Linked DNA regions of Sus scrofa: region 1 is linked to region 2. The links are chromatin contacts, called in public promoter capture Hi-C maps. All regions are on one chromosome and are shown on one strand. The core of a region is the stretch at or near the end of the contact, and the rest is flanking DNA. Distances in the headings are between cores, read along the strand shown. Region 1 holds the start of ARPP19 (cAMP regulated phosphoprotein 19). Region 2 has its middle 24 kb from the start of FAM214A.

The links. Promoter capture Hi-C pulls out the DNA fragments that hold promoters and counts their contacts.
Region 1: a promoter capture Hi-C map of liver shows a contact between it and region 2, with 7 times the contacts expected there. The contact joins the promoter of ARPP19 here to the enhancer-like site in region 2. A contact is called at or near these places in 1 of 5 promoter capture datasets (liver), 8 of 47 Hi-C or Micro-C datasets (alveolar macrophages, embryonic fibroblasts, fetal heart ventricle and 4 more) and 1 of 2 datasets of contacts at active chromatin or transcription factors (alveolar macrophages).

What each region holds. Positions count from the first base shown.
Region 1 is chr1:119,133,112-119,136,210 of Sscrofa11.1, reverse strand. ARPP19 (cAMP regulated phosphoprotein 19) reads right to left here and starts at 1,350. Exons shown (of 3, transcript NM_214175.1): 1 at 1,306-1,350. The coding sequence starts at 1,350.
Region 2 is chr1:118,968,940-118,971,709 of Sscrofa11.1, reverse strand. No RefSeq gene overlaps it. Among named protein-coding and RNA genes, the nearest start is that of FAM214A, 24 kb to the left of the region's middle. Within about 2 kb of position 1,474, at least 28 of the 83 cell types and tissues checked have an H3K27ac peak or open chromatin away from gene starts, as enhancers often do. A contact at or near this core is called in alveolar macrophages and liver, where this site is marked.

The sequences.
Region 1 (3,099 bases), core at 101-2,600, 160 kb before region 2:
ACCAAATTTCCAGCCTAGTTAAGAACATGGGTGTAACCTTAACCAGAAACCCTTACAAAATCCAAGTATCAGAACAAATCTTATTTATGATAATAATTCTGATTCTTTAAGAAAGTGGACTACTACATATAAAGTGAATAACAAGGACCTACTGTATAACACAGGTAACTCTACTCAATATTCTATAATAACCTATACGGGTAAAGAATCTGAAAAATAATGGACATATAGATATGTATAGCCGATTCACTTTGCTATACACCTGAAACACAACATTGTAAATCAACTATAAATTAAAATTTCATTAAATTTCAGTAAAATTTCATTAAAAAATTTTTTTAAAGTGTTGGTGGTGAGTTCACCATAAACAATTTAGGAAAGACGATACAATGGACCTTTGGAGACCAGCCCCAAGTACCCAGGAAGGCAGGGCAGCAGAAATAATTACGGTGGAAGAGAACACTAGCCTAGACAATTATAAAGCCTTTATATTCGTAATATGACTCATGCTGATCCGTGGCCTATCTCCTTACATCAGCAAGTTATTATAAGTGAGTTTACAGTATGTTCCGCTGTCTCCACGAAAGACATGAACGGTTAGTAAAAAAAATTTTTAATTTCAACCTTTCGATTTTTTTTCCAAGTACCATAATGAGAACAGCTGTGGCTCACATTTCTGAGCACACGCTGCTCCAAAGCTCTAAGTTCCTCACCTCATTCAAGCCTCAAAACGACCCTATCAAACAAGGGCTATTTTTCTTACTTTACAAACGAAAGGGCTGAGGCCAGAAGAGCTTAGCAGCTGACCAGGGCTACACCGCCAACAATGAAAGACTGGACATGAAATTCCAACCCAGGTCTAACTCAGCGCCCAAACACGAGGTACCGCCTCAGGAGTTAAGAGCACGAAGACAATACAAGTAGTTGGAGAGTTAGTTCTTGGAGTAAAAAATAAGGTTCCTGACCCAAGTGCAGGCCGGAAAAACCTGGGCGCAGCGTTAAGGACCGAGTCCCGGGTGCTCACATTCAGTGGAGGGATTAAGGAAAAATGGGACACACCCCAGGAGAAAGGCACATTTCAGCCAGGACAAGGAGAACATTCCAACTCGCACCACGTCGGCGCTAACTACCAAAGCTCCTGCGGGCGCCGGGGCCGGGCGTGTCTGACCTTCCCAGACACGGGGGGTGGGCACACCGGCCGCGCCCCTCCGCTCATGGTCGGAGCAGGCCGCCGCCAGACCCGCCCTGGACATCGACCGCCTTGGGCCTTCTGGGCCCCAGGGTCCGCTCCCCGCGCACACTCACCTTCTGCTCCTCCGCGGAGGCTGCCTCGGGGACTTCCGCGGACATCCTGCTCCCTCTGCGGACGAGACACCGGGAAAAGAAGTGATTACCGGGTGGCCGAGGCCGCCCGGCCGCTGCGCCGCCTCAGGCCCGCCGGCCCCGTTCCCCAAGCGCCCACCCGGGCAGCCTCCGCCCGCAAAAATGGCCGCCACCTTATGACGACACGCAGCCCGGCTGCGCCTGCCGGGCAGCCACTGCGGCCCGCCACCCCGCCGCCCCGCCGCCCCTCCCGCACCGCTCCGGTGCCTACCTTACCCCGCTTCTCCGGCTCTGCGACTCCCAAGCACTTCCTTCTTTCCTTCAAAGGTCGCGGCTCGCGCCTCACCTCACTTCCGCCCGCCAACTGCTTCCAGGGAGTTGTAGTTCTTAAGTGGAGCCGCTTCTCACCGCCTTTGCCTGCCAGCTCTGTCTTTGGACTCCAGCTTTCCCGAACTAGTCTAGTACCGTTCTCCTCCTCGCTTTCCCGTTGCGGCTACACAGACTTTCTTCTGGGCGGCCCAAAGCTTTGTGCTCCCCAAGTCTCTCCCCACTCCGCTTCGCTTATTTAACCTTCTTTATCTTTCACATCCCCAGTCCTACGTCATCGTCTCAGGCGGTTCCTGAGCCCCTTTTCTAAGTAATACCCATCTTTTAAGTGTTCTCACATCTCTGTATAGTTCCTCAACAATCCACAGTGTTATCTATCATTAGACAGTATTTGTTGTGACTACTTTATTGATGTCACTTTTCCTGTCCGATAAGCCACCTTGGAACAGGGACCTCGTCCATATTTACTTATATTTTGTTCCAAGAGCCCAGCAATTCCTAACCAGTCAATAAATATCTGATGAAGGAATTCAGCTTCCATTCATTTGTCAACTCTCCGGGGTCCACTCCCACAACGTTACTGAAACGGCTGGCACCAGACTCTTCCAATGACTTTCTCAATTGCCAAATCCGTTGGCTTCACATTTAATCGTTATTCTGTTTGTCCTGTGAATAGCTACTGGCAATACATGGTGGTTCCAATTAAGTATATCTCAGAAACTTGGAGAAACTTGGATTGCCCTCTAAGAGTTAAACTAGTAAAAAGCAACAGATAGTGTGGATGCAATTCTGGGGAAATTTGGAAACCATCAAAATTCAACCAGGGTGTCCTGGGTAGAATCTCAGTCAGGAAGAATTGCAACTTAGAAAACAAAAAGTGCACTCCTTTTGGAGAAGGAAAAGAAGGCATTTGTCAGGCAACAAAATATTTAAAATACAAGAGTTCAAGAGACTGAGACTCTTTGACCAGGATATCCTTTCAGAGTGACTTAGGCTGGGCAGCAGAGAAATTTTTATAAGACCAATTAAATATTTGTTCTCATTTCATACAAAGTAACCTACTGAAAATTTGCCTTTCCTTTATGCAAACCTGCAGGGAGAAAGGAGAATGCCCTAGATAGACTAACTGAAGCATCTAACAGGTTTTTTTTGTTTTTTGTTTTGTCTTTTTTTAGGGCCGCACCCAAAGCATATGGAGGTTCCCAGGCTGGGGTTGAATCAGAGCTGCAGCTGCTGGCCTATGCCACAGCAACATGGGATCCAGGCCTCATCTGCAACCTATACCACAGCTCACGGCAACTCCCAATCCATAACCCACTGAGCAAGGCAGGGATCGATCCTGTGTCCTCATGGATGCTAGTCAGATTCGTTTCCACTGAGCCACAATGGGAACTCCCTAACAGTTTTATTTTTATTAATGAACTGACGTTCTGGCTTAAATCCTATATC
Region 2 (2,770 bases), core at 225-2,724:
GTGCAATGTGGGATCTTATTACTGGATCCTAATTTAGACAATCCACTACAAAGGACATTTAATTTTTTTAATTTTATCATTTTATTTGAAGTATAGTTGCTTTACAATGTTGTGTTAGCACGTGGTGATTTATTTTTATGTATATATTACTTTTCAGATTCCTGAGAAATTGAATTTTAACTGGGAATTATCTATTAAGGAAAATAATTACATAATTTAATTTTTTTGGTTAAATGTGAAACTGTTCTTCTGATTATATAAAAGTTGTGGGTTTTTTTTTTTTTTTTTTTGCTTCTTGGGGCCACACACTAGGCTTATGGAAGTTCCCAGCCTAGGGGTTGAATCTGAGCTGCAGCTATTGGCCTGTGCCACAGCCACAGCAATGCCAGATTCAAGCCATGTCTGCAACCTACACCACAGCTCATGCCAACGCCAGATCCTTAACCCACTGAGTGAGGCCAGAGATTGGACCTACATCCTCATGGATACTAGTCAGATTTGTTTCCACTGTGCCACAACAGGAACTTCCTAAAAAGTTATTTTTAAAAGATGTCTATGGGAGTTCCAGTCCTGGCTCAGTGGTTAACAAACCCGACTAGCATTAATGAGGATGCATGTTGGATCCCTTGCCTTGCTCAATGGGTTAAGGATCCGGCATTGCCATGAGCTGGGGTGTGGGTCAAAGACACGGCTGGGATCTCTCGTAGTTGGCTGTGGCTGTGGTGTAGGCCAGTGACTACAGCTCCGATTGGACCCCTACCTTGGGAACCTACATATGCCCCGGGTGTGGTGCTAAAAAGACAAAAAGATTAAAAAAAAAAAAAAAAGTCTGTGGTGCAGTGGGTTAATGATTCTGCTTTCTCTCTGTGGAGGCACCAGTTCAATCCTGGGCCAGGGCAGTGAGTTAAGGATCCGTCATTGCCATAGCTGTGGTGTAGGTTGCAGCTCTGGCTTGGATATTACCCCTGGTCCAGGATCTGTCATATGCCACAGGGCAGCAAAAAAAAAAAAAAAAAAAAAAAAAAAAAAGTCTTGGGATAGCCCTTAATGGAAGGTAATATAAGAAAAGTAATGCATATATATGTATAACTGGGTCACTTTGCTGTATAGCAGAAATTGGCACAACATTATAAACCAACTCTATGTTTAAAAAAATTTTTTTTAATGTCAACTGAAGTTAAAAAACAAACTGTGTTTTCTGTTTGTTTCTCCCAGAACTTGGAGTTCTTAAAATGAAGGTTACCAGATGAGGGTAGGGTAACAGGGCTGGGCTATATTTTCATTTTCGTTCTGGTTAAAACAAGTGTTTTGGCAACTGAGAGTGGGGTGTGTTTGCAGCCATGCATGGCTCTTTCCTGAGTTGCCTCTTTGTGGGGGTTGAGTCCTTGTATTAAGTTTTGCATGGTCAGCAGAGCACCATGTGTTATGTAAAGCCAGGGATTCTTGCATCACAGTCGTCAGGCCCTCTTACCCACATCCTGTCACATTCAGCTGCAGATGTGGCAAGAGGCTCCAAGGCAGCACAAAAGGTCTGGGACTGTAACCTGTGCTTTGGGCCTCAGTGTATTCTGGGTAAAAGTGAACTTCGGGGACTCAGTGTTGGAGGGAAGGCAAGTTGTGTGGGACTTCAGTATACCCAAAGCAGACAGACCATGGGATCATGTCTGACCTTTCTCAGGAGGAGCCGAGGAGAAGAGCCGCCTGTGTACTGGGCCCTCCAGCTCCCTCAAGGCTGATTTGGACTAGACCTTGAGATGTCCGCAGAGATAGCAGCCCTCAGTGGCCCCCACAGGGGCTGGACCAGAAACTCAAGAACAGCTCCTATTGGAAATGATTCTTTTTATTTTAATTTTATTAAAGTATAGTTGATTTATAATGTGTTAATTTCTGCCTTACAGAGAAGTGATTCAGTTACACACATACATATAGCCATTTTCATATAGGTTATCCCAGAATATTGAGTAAAGTTCACTGTGCTATACAGTGGGTCTCCAATGACCATCCATTCAATACACAATAGTGTGCATATGCCAATCCCAAACCCCCAACCCATCTTTCAACCCACCTGTCCCCTTCAGTAACCACAAGTTTTGTTTTTGTTTTTCTATTTGTTTTTAGCTATGCCTGGGGCATTGTGGATGTCTGGCCAGGGACTGAACTGGCACTACAGCAGCAACCCAAACCACGGCAGTGACAACGCACCATAAGGGAACTCCAGAATATAACATTATTAAAATACACATATTATGTCTTAACTACTATGGGGAGGGTTCACCTTAGCTGGCACAACTCAGCTTCACTGTGGAATCCTTGGTGCCCAGGGCCAGAAATCATCCCCTCCCTGTCACTGGAGTCAACTCCTTCACAAAAGGCAGGGGCTTAGGACAGGTTTCTGCCCTGTGGAGGGAGGACTTGGTCTCCTCAAAGTCTTGGCTTGAAGTTCTGATGCTTGCTGGCTATGGTTTTTTATTTTTTATTTTTATTTATTTTTTGTCTTATATGCCATATATTCCATATGCTGCATCCGAGGCATATGGAAGTTCCCAGGCTAGGGGTTTAATCAAAGCTACAGCTGCCAGCCTATGCCACAGCTACAGCAACACCAGGTCCAAGCTGCGTCTGTGACCCACACCACAGCTCATGGCAACGCTGGATCCTTAACCCACTGAGAAAGGTCAGGGATCAAACCTGCATTCTCATGGATACTAGTCAGGTTCATTACTGCTGAGCCATGACGGGAACTTCCTGGCTCTGGTCTTTTAAATAAATC